Regions from separate parts of the Mus musculus genome. Here region 1 is linked to region 2. The links are chromatin contacts, called in public Hi-C maps. All regions are on one chromosome and are shown on one strand. The core of a region is the stretch at or near the end of the contact, and the rest is flanking DNA. Distances in the headings are between cores, read along the strand shown.

The links. A called contact is a pair of places that touch in the nucleus more often than the background predicts.
Region 1: a Hi-C map of cerebral cortex shows a contact between it and region 2, with 3 times the contacts expected there. The contact joins two enhancer-like sites. A contact is called at or near these places in 4 of 484 Hi-C or Micro-C datasets (cerebral cortex, cortical neurons and embryonic stem cells) and 1 of 115 datasets of contacts at active chromatin or transcription factors (astrocytes).

What each region holds. Positions count from the first base shown.
Region 1 is chr12:78,000,279-78,005,519 of GRCm38.p6, forward strand. No RefSeq gene overlaps it. Among named protein-coding and RNA genes, the nearest start is that of Gm24070, 190 kb to the left of the region's middle. Within about 2 kb of position 1,758, at least 4 of the 459 cell types and tissues checked have an H3K27ac peak or open chromatin away from gene starts, as enhancers often do. A contact at or near this core is called in cerebral cortex, where this site is marked.
Region 2 is chr12:77,003,005-77,008,067 of GRCm38.p6, forward strand. All of the region lies in intron 1 of Gm35041 (a long non-coding RNA gene), which reads left to right. Among named protein-coding and RNA genes, the nearest start is that of Gm35041, 33 kb to the left of the region's middle. Within about 2 kb of position 2,182, at least 19 of the 459 cell types and tissues checked have an H3K27ac peak or open chromatin away from gene starts, as enhancers often do. A contact at or near this core is called in cerebral cortex, where this site is marked.

The DNA of each region.
Region 1 (5,241 bases), core at 508-3,007, 1.0 Mb after region 2:
GCAGTCTTCTATACCATAAAGTATAAGCAGGATAGCAACATGATCAAATCTGCTTTTGAAATAATCTATTAAGTGTGTATATTAATCTGCTAATGCCACTATAACAAAATAACCAAGTACTAAGTAATTTAAACGATAGAAATTTATTTTTCACAGTTCTGTGGCTTTACTTCCAAATTCAAAAAGGTGACAGGGAGTACAGCTACTCTCTCCTTAGACTGTAGGTTGCTTTATCTTCCTTGTCTCCTCACATGGCCATATGGTCTTCCTTCTGTGTACACACCCTTATGGTATCGACTCTACTTCTTATAAGAGCATTAGTCACACTGGAGAGGGCCCCACCCTTATGACTTCATTTAACTGTAGTTATCTCCTTAGTGGGTATCTCTAGACTTAGCTTCGCTGGGTGTGAGAACTTTAGTAGGAAAGGACAATTAAGTCTAACACTGGCCAAGCTTGCTAGCAGGAAACAGAGAGAGGAGAAAGCTGCCACAATCCAGGCAAATCATTCATTGACTTGTAATAATTTAATGGACATAAGGATGAAGAAAAGGGAGGTATCTGAAAAATAAAAAGTCAGTAGGCATAGGTATGTCGCTTAAAACCTAGGTTGGGAATACAAAATGAGAGAGCTATCAGCTTGGATGGAGTTAGCTAAGGACATGAAAATAGATTTGGTCACCCGAGTAAACTCAGTAGAGTGACAAGAAGAGGTGGCCAAAAGCCAAGCCTCAGAAAACACCATTTACAAAGTGGACAGAAAGAGAATGGCCAAAAAAGCACTTGAGAAAAGAGCTTAAAAGCAAACTAAAAACTCAAGATCATTTGAGGTCACAAGAAAGACAGTGAAAGGACCCTGCTCAGTAGGGTCAAATGCCAGCAAATCGTTAATAATGTACATTTTACAATAGGTTAAGGACCCAGAGACTGAATGACCTCTCTGGGGACAGGTGTGGCACAGAAAAGACTGACTCTGTGATGGTGCTGTGTGACAAGGGGACATGAGGGACAGAGGAAACTAAAGTCCTCGTGACTCGGTTGACTGAGGAAGATACATAAAGGAAAAAACGTTGAGGCAGATAAGCAGGTTAAAGATGTGCTTTTGTTCTGGTGAGAAGCTGAAGTACGCCTTTATGCTGAGAGGCACATGCCAGTCAAGAGGTAGATTGCAACTCTATCAGAGTATAGGAGAGTGGTGGCCTAGGAAGCATTGGGAGTCCTGACTACTTAAAGCCCGGTACAGTCTGTCTGATGTAGAGAACTTAGGCTGTGCAAAAGTTAAAGCACACAGGATGCTGAGGTTCCCGCTTCTCCCACCTCTGTCCTAAAATCTTCAAGGCATCTTCTACGTTCTTAGACGGCTTTTCACACATCTTCCGATCTATTAGGGCAAACACATTATTTTTCTGGGTCAGGTTATTGTTACCTAGATATCTGAGATTTATCAAAGTCCCCAGCACCTAACAGTTCAATAAACACTTGACAAATAAGTCAACCTGAGGCAGTGTCTTATCCCGCTTAGTGCATATCTTCCTGTGGAGACCAGAGAATGGACCACGTGGTAGTCAGGTATAAAGAAAAGGCAGGCTCACTTGCACGGAAGCTCTCTAGGAAAGATTCATTATTCATTCCACAAACATTTACTGAGCGTATGGCGCTGCCTTCAGCCACGGAACAGATGGCCCAAGGCAACCGACACACGAAGCCTCCTCCAAGCTGGAGGATTCCCTACTCCCCACAAATGACAAATCAGTAGCTGTTGCATGCATCCATCTGCTGCGATCTGGAGCCCAGATATTCTCTCCGCCTCTCCAGCATGGAGAAGCAGATCACTACCAATTTTCCTTTCTGTCAACAGGAGTTGAGGAATAGAGTGTGCCGAATTGACATAAGCAGCTCCAATTGCCTTCAGAATTTGGCCTGAAGCCCAATTATATTTTTCTAGTTTGTGCCACAGTACATGAAAAGTACAATTTGTCTCATTTCTTTCCCTTACTTTTAAAAATATTCAAAAAAAAAAAAACTTGGCTGAGTGAAACCAACCAAGCATGTTCTTCAGGAATAACTTTGAGCACAATCATAGCTATGTTATTATGATATATACTCTAAGGCAGATTCAGTTGAAAGAATGTGGATATATTATTTTAAAATTATATGCACATGAATAAAGTATACTGCATACAAATAATTTTAAAATATTGTTGCTAGGTTGAGGATAACTCAAGGTTATAAATACATTCATGTGCACAGGCATGATTATGGTCTTACACACACACACATACACACACATACAGAAAGAGAGGGGGGAAGAGAGAAGGAGAGAGAAATTCATTCATTCACCAATGCAATGTTTTGTAAAAGAATTATTTTCTAAGCTTGTTGTTTGAAATTTGGACTATATATTTTCAAGAATAATGTATGCATATAAGTGGCTTGTCAAGGAATCTCAAAAGGCCGACTTCACCAACAGTTCAGACAAACTAGGTAAAATTGGTCCGGTTTCCATGGGCAGGAGATGTAGTGGTTCCTGCCTGAAATTTCAGCACCAGACTGCCTGAGGCAGGAGGAACACCATGGTTTTGAGGATAGCCTGAGTTAATGATGAGTCCAGGACAACTTGGACGAGAGAAAAGACCCTGTCCCTGGCAGGGTCTCATGCTTAGACACAACACCATGTTCTAATTGCATTCACACCTTGCCTATAGCTTAGTACATATGACTAACTATAAACAGACCCACACCCGTGGTTCGTCTTCAAGAGAACCTAGGAGGGAATACACTGGTAAGATACAGATAAAGCGAGTTTAGACCATTCAGTTGTCTTCTTGGAACAGAAAATAGAAAACATTTTTTCAAACTGATTTAATCACTAGCATCTAAAATGAGAAACAGAGTAGATGCCGTGGATGTATGCAGACTTCAGTTTTCCTCTTCTGTGAACACAGCCCAACACCATGTGACTATTTCTGGCCAACAAACCATGAGTACAAATATATCCTTAAGGCTGAGGCAGGCAGGGGAAAGCTACAAGGTGTGAGCACCCAGTCTCTCTGTTTCTTGGTGTTTAGTTTGCTAGGGTTGCTATAATCTTAATTATAGCATAGTACCATAATCTTAATTGTAGGAAACAACATCAGCTCAGGATTCCCAAGATCAAGTTTTCAGCACAAAGGAGATTTATTTGCTTCAGAGGAAGCAGGGGGCAATCAGGGAGAAAGGCAAGGCCTGCCAGAGCCATGTTTGCCATGCCAGGACTGGCTAGAGTCCCTCATTATGGCTTAAATAACAGAAAGTTTCTATCTCACAGGTAAGAAACTTGAGAGTAGGGTGCTTCTGGCCAACGGACTATGTTCCCTTTATAATCACAAAGGAAAGACATACTCCAGGACTTTGTGTTGGCTTCTGAGAGTACAATGTCTGTGGCAATGTAATTCCAACCTTCACATGGCAAGTTTCTCTGTGTGCCTCTCTGCATCGAGAGTGCTGCCTTCTTGTATGGGGTCAGCCATATTAGATCAGAGTTCTGCTATGGTTAGAAATGGTTTCAGTAAATTCCTCACATTTCCTATAGTAGAATTTAGTCTTCATTGAGAGATACTGTGGTGGTTTGAATAAGCTTGGCCCATGGGAAGTGGCACTGTTAGGAAGTGTGGCCTTGTTGGAATAGGTGTGAACTTGTTGAAGGAAGTAAGTCACTGTGTAGGCAGGCTTTGTGCTTTGAGGTCCTATGTTCAGGCTCCAGCCAGTGCAGAAGAGATCTTCCTCCTAGCTGCTCATGATACTGTCTTACCTGGCTACCTTCAGATCAAAATGTAGAACTCTCTCAGCTCCTTTTCCAGCACCGTCCCTGCCTAGATGCTGCTATGGCTGCCATGATGATAATGGACTGAACCTTTGAAGCTGTAAGCTAGACCCAATTAAATATTTTCCTTTATAAGAGTTGCCCTTGGCCATGGTGTCTCTTCACAGCAATGGAAAACCTAACTAAGACAGATACTGAGGGAAAAAAAAGCTGATTATAGTGTCTAGAACTGGGAGTAGACTTAGGTTAGATAAGGTCATCAGACTCTAGCCCCATAGTTGAACTTCTTGTAGCTTTCTAACATGAGAAAGAAAGACCAGAAAACACACATGTATAATCCATGTTTCCTTCTGTGTAACATCTGCACCATCTAGGAACTCTACTGATGTTACCCTTTAACTTGAATCTCCAGAAGAATTGGTGAAATGCATTTCTTTCTTTTCTTTATAACTCACCTAGTCTGTGGTACTTTGTTATTGGTATCAGAAAATGGATTAATACAACGATATAATGACTATGTTTGGTCTCTAATAGCATCTTTAAAGACCCCAAGATGAGGTCACATTGGGGATTAACTCTCCTAGGTATCTTTTTTTGGAGAATTTAATTAAACCATAGTCCTTGGCTACAACCAAGAACAGAGAGACCTAGAGTTGAGAGGGTGAGGCCTGGATGGCTGAATCTAGGCATAGAAACAAACTACCCAGGATCCACAAGAATTTCCTAGGAGGGAGGACTGGACTTCTATTAAGAGTAGGATTTGGAGAGTTGTTTGTTATGTAGCACACCCTAGCTTAACTACATAATTCTCTTAGTCAGTGGCCCATTCCTGTGAAGAAATACTATGATCATGGCAATTCTTATAAAAGAAAGCATTTAACTGGGGTTGGATTACAGTTTCACTGATTTAGACTATTTCTCATTATGATAAGAAACATGGCAGAATGCAGGCAGACATAGTGCTGAAGTTCTACATCAGGATCCAAAGGAAGCAGGGAGAGAAAAAGAGCCACTGGGCCTGGCTGGGACTTCTGAAACCTCAAAACCCACCCTGCAATGACACACTTCCTCCAACAAGGCCACCCCTCCTAATCCTTTCAAATAGTGCCACTCCCTATGAGTCTTTGGGGGCCATTTTCATTCAAGCCACCACAATAATGATAGAAAAGTACTTTATGAATTCCTTGGATGATTTATCCTGAAAGTCTTTTGTTTGTCTGTGTACAACCATCAGCAGGCAACTAAAGAGCCCAGTTTCCCTTAGATTGAACCAAACACTGCTTCCGTGTTCCCAGTTCCCTCCAGTCTCATTGTTCCTTATCATTGCTTTCTTATTATTATATCAATTACCATTTTCCATTGTGTTTCTGTTCCTGTTTTTCTTTCTCAAATCCTGATTTATTTGTTTATATTAACTGCCTGGCCTCAGTAAGTTGGTG
Region 2 (5,063 bases), core at 932-3,431:
GGCAAAATGGCTCAACAGATAAAGGCACTTCCTTTGTCTTTGATGAGCTGAGTCACACCCCTGCGACCCACATGGTAGGAGAGTTAAGTGACTCCCACAAGTTATTTCCTGACTTCCAGAGGCACACTGTGGCACATTCGTACCCATATCCGTACACGATTGAATGTGATGAATTTTTTTTAAAGGCTGCATCCACAGAAAGACCAGAGAAGCCTAAAAGCCTTCTTCAGTGGCTGGGGTGGCTATATGGTGTTCTTGCAGCCAATCAACTGGCAACAGAAGTTAGATGAGGGCTTCGAGGAATGGTTTGGTTTTGGTAGTAAGAAAGTCAGAGGCTGCTGGCCTCCTTTTCCTGCTTTGAAAAGCTGTGACCCGGGAAGTCCTTCTGTGACCCTGATGACAGTAGGTGGGTTCTTGACAGCACTCTGGGAGTGGTGTTTACGCTTATTCTAGGTTACTTGTTGTCTGAGTGGAAATAAAGTTGTCTCTATTTTCTCTGTGTGAGAAACAAGCTACCTTGTTGGAGCCTCTATTAGCTGACTTATGCTGCTCCAGCCCCAAAGTCAAAACATCAGTGGAACTTAGTGGTGTGACAGAGAGCCCAGATGTCCCTGGTGTCATCTGGATCCTGCCTGGAACTGTGTCTGAGACTGGCCCACAGCCACAGCCTTTTCATGTATCGGCTATGGAGAGTTTTCACTCCTTCCAGGTAGCCGACGTTGGGCTTTCTGTTGCCTGCAATGGAAAGGCTCAAGGTACTCCTGATGATCCCGTTGTGTGCTGTGTAATTGATGTGGTCAATGATAAGCACATTAACAATCATGTTCTTTGTGCTGGCTAGCTTTATGTCAACTTGACACAAGCTAGAGTCTTCAGAAAGGATGGAGCTTCAGCTGAGAAAATGCCTCCATAAGACAGGGCTGTAAGCAAGCCATGTAGGGCATTTTCTTAATTAGTGACTGGTGAGGGAGGGCCCACCCACTGTGGGTGGTACCACCCCTGTCTGGTGGTCTTGGGTTCTATAAGAAAGCAGGCTGAGCAAGCTAGTAAGCAGCACCCCTCCATGGCCTCTGAATCCACTCCTGCCTCCAGGTTCCTGCCCTTGCATTTCTGTCCTAACTTCCATGGATGATGAGCTATGATGTGGAAGAGCTAAATAACCCTTTCCTCCCTAGGCTGCCTTTGGTCATCAATTTATCACAGTAACTGAAAGCAAGCAGGATTCTGGGTTTCTCCATCTTTTTATCCTTAGTTATGCAGACACTACTGTGTTACAATTGCCTAGTACTTAGTGCAGTACTACATTGCAGACGTTTGCAACCTAGGACTCTCCTGTAGAGCCTAGGCATGCAGTCAACATCTAGGTTTGTGTGACTATGCTTTGCGACATTTGCACAAGGATGAAGGCATCTAGTGCTGCCCCTTTTCAGGTTGTATCCCTACCATCAAACGATTCAACACACGGTCGTCCTAACAAATGGCCAAGTGGACAGAGTCTGCTTGCACTTCTTAGTGCCTCACTTAGTTTTTATTGTCCAGAAAACTATGTAAAATTATGGTTTGGGATGTTGCTCGGTGATCGTATACATGATACTCTGTATATTAAGTAAATTAAAGCAAAAGAGAGAGAGAGAGAGAGATGGAAAGAGTAATAAGGCTTAAGCTGAATCGTAGTAAGAGCTAGTATGTTTGTATGGTTCCTTGTTCAGAAGTCAGGTGTTGGATAGCCTTCCTCGGGATGCTGTTTTAGTTTGTGTGGTCTGCCACCAATCACAATGAGTGGCATGACTCAGTTTCCCCTTCCATGCAGTCCAGTGCTGCATGTCTGGAAACTTTCGTCCTCCAGTCACTCTGTCCTTGGGAGCTGCATGGCCCATGCTAATTAATCCACGTCTGGAACCAATCTGGTTTGTCTCCCGGCTTACCCTTAGGTCCACAGGCCATAACCCTCTTGTACTTACTGATCTCCTGGGTTTTCACGAAACACTCTGGAGAATGGTCCATTTAGTCCAATCACGATGCAGAACAGCATTAATAGGCAATTGCCACGGGGAGATAATACAGGAAGAAAAATGGCTAAAAATATACAGTGAATCACAGAAAATTACATCTCTTAAAACCTACAGTGTATTCCTATTGCCATAGCAACCTCTGGCTAGTAAAGACAGAGCTGATTTATCACAGGCTTTCCCCAGCCCTCCGTTCTGCCGGAAGCTCTTCCAGCCCGTGGTGTGAGTCCCCGTGAAGATGATGGGACCTGTCCAAACACGGAGGTTTCCCTCTTTGTGACTTTTAGTGGCATTTCTGTGGAAGGAAACAGTGGTTCGTTCTGTAAGGCCAGGGCATTTCCCAGCTCCCTTCTGAGATGATGTTGACCATTGCTAACCTCTGACAGAGCGTCTGTGTTCTCTCAAGCCCACGGTTTTCCCTGAGACGGTGGCCGAATGGAGATGTGAGGAGCTGCACCCGGCCGGCTGGCATGGAAACATGAAGAGGAGGGGAGCTTTCCACCTTTCCCTTCAGTCTCCACAGCTCCTCTCCTTTCTTCAAAGTTCATTCGTTGTGAGATGGCCTGGAGAGGGTGGTGTGTTTTAGCATGGCGATGAGACTGGTGTCTGGGAAGATGTTAAGGACATAGTCAAACATTCTGTTTTGTCACTGCAGTGCTAAATGTCACTGGTGTGTGTCTTTGCCATAATATACAGAGGAAATTCTTGTGTTTCCTTTTGTTGTTGTTGTTGTTTTTTGTTTTCTTGAGACAGAATCTTCCTATGTGATGCAGGCTGGAATTGAATCTATGCATGATCCTCCTGCCTCAGCCTCCAGAATGCCAGGATTATAAGTACATGACACAAATGAGATGATAGAAGAGCAATACATTTTTATAATTGGAATATACTCTGGATACCCCGGACCAGAGGTCTAGAGTATCATCCCTCCAAAAACCTGCCTGGACATGGGGATAGCCCCAAGAATGCCTACCCGGACATATCTGGGACAATACATGTGCTCATTGTATGTGTACACAAACATAAATAAAAATACAATCTTAAAGAGCTGGCAGGGCATGGTGGCACCTACCTTTAATCCCAGTACTCAGGAGGCAGCGGCAAGCAGATAGATCTCTGAGTTCGAGGCCAGTCTGGTCAATAGAAAAAGTTCCAGGACAGTCAGGGTTATATATGAAAACCCTGTCTCAAAAAAAAAAAAAAAAAAAAAAAAGCCAGTGGATGTTAAAAGTGAATAAAAGTTTGATGGGAAATGGCAGAATCACACAATCTCAAAGGATCTCCTCACAAAATATTTACTGATTTTAGAGGAAAAATAGTGCAGTCGAGAGGCTCTCCAGACACTGTTTGAACCGAATGATCAAACACATCTTAAGGGATAAATGGGTCACACTGGCATCGTGTTTCCTAATGCGTGCACTAGAGACAGAACGCCACACTTCTGGGCCATTTCTGCCACAAGTGCATAACCTAGATCTCATTGTGAGGGAACAACAGACACGTTCTGAATAAGGGCAGCCTATATGTAATTGGCTTTTATCCATCAAAGACGCCAGCGACATGAGAGGCACAGATGAGTGCTCTGTTCGATCAGAAGAGACCCAGCGGCCACGACAATGTGTTATATGAGATTGGTTTTGGATCAATTTTTTCCTTCCTCTTTGACTGTCAAGAGTGTTATTAGGAAAAATTGGTGAAAATTTAAAAAGGTATGTAGCTTACACAACACCATTAGGTCAATATTAATTTCATGATTTGGAGACTGGGGAGGTGAGAAAGAATGGTCCTGATGTGAGGAAATAAGACACCGCAGTGCTTAGGGATAATGAATCATCTTGTCTGCATCTCCCTCAAAAGTGGCTCAGTGGGGAAAAGGGAAATAGAGAGGAAAGATGATAAGCAAATGGGGTATGAATATTCAGGAATTCTTTGTACTTTTTGCATTTTTCTGGGAGAAATACTTTGTGATTTTTCTTAAGTCTGAAATTACTGCAAAGTAAAAAGTTCCCATCTGCAGACTCTAGTTCCGTTGAGTGAATGTTCTTCCTACTCTTCCTGTCTGTCATTCTGAGGCTGCACTCTGTCACACAGAGCTTCCTTCACAAAGCGAGACCTGTATAAGGGAGTGTGAGGACTGCAAGTGTGTGTGTGTGTGTATGTGTGTGTATGTGTGTGTGTATGTATGTGTGTGTGCATGTGTATGTACGCGTGTGTATATATATGTGTGTGTATAGGTATGTGTGTGTGCATGTGTGTGTATGTATACATGCGTGTGTGTATGTGTATGTATATGTATATGTGTGTGTGTATAGGTATGCGTGCGTGTGCAACCAAGTCAGTGTCACAATAGGCTATCAAGCTTCGATAAAGACAGTTGCTGCAAAGCCAAATCAGAGTGGGAATGAAATCCAACAACCCACAGTGAGTCCTTTCAGGTTTCTCAGGTAAGAGAGGGTACAAATGGCTTTGGGGGGATGTGTCCCCAGCTGGCAAAGTATGAGAAAAGGAATGCGTTTGTCTCTTCCCTCTCCCCTCCCCTCTTCTTCCCTCCCCTCCCCTTCCCTTCAGTCAGTCTCCCCTCCTTCTCTTCTCTCCTCTTCCCTCCACTCTCCTCTCTTCCTCTCCCCTCCCTCCCCTCTTCCCCTCTCTCCCCTCCTTTCCTCTCCCCTTCTGTCCCCTCACCTTCTCTTCCCTTCTCTTCTCTCCAGTTCCCCTCTCCTCCCCTCTTCTCCTCTTCCTTTCCCCTCTCCTCCCCTCCCCTCTTCCTCTCTTTTCCTCTCTCTTCTTTTCCTGTTCTCTTCCTTCCTCCCTTCTCTTGCCAGGTTTCTTCTCAAACACTCCGGGTCCGTTTCTATCAAGGACGGATCAGTCTCCACAGCAGGGTTCTTTCTCCTTCTGAGTCCATAGAGTGAAACTGAGTGTGTAGGACCTGCTAACACCAGGCTCTGAAGGTGTCAGGTGGGGCAGGGACAGGGGCAGGGGCAGGGACAGAGTCGGGGGTGATGGTAGTGGAGATGATGTGAGGCCCAGGGCGCTCCCCCCACTTGTCCCAAC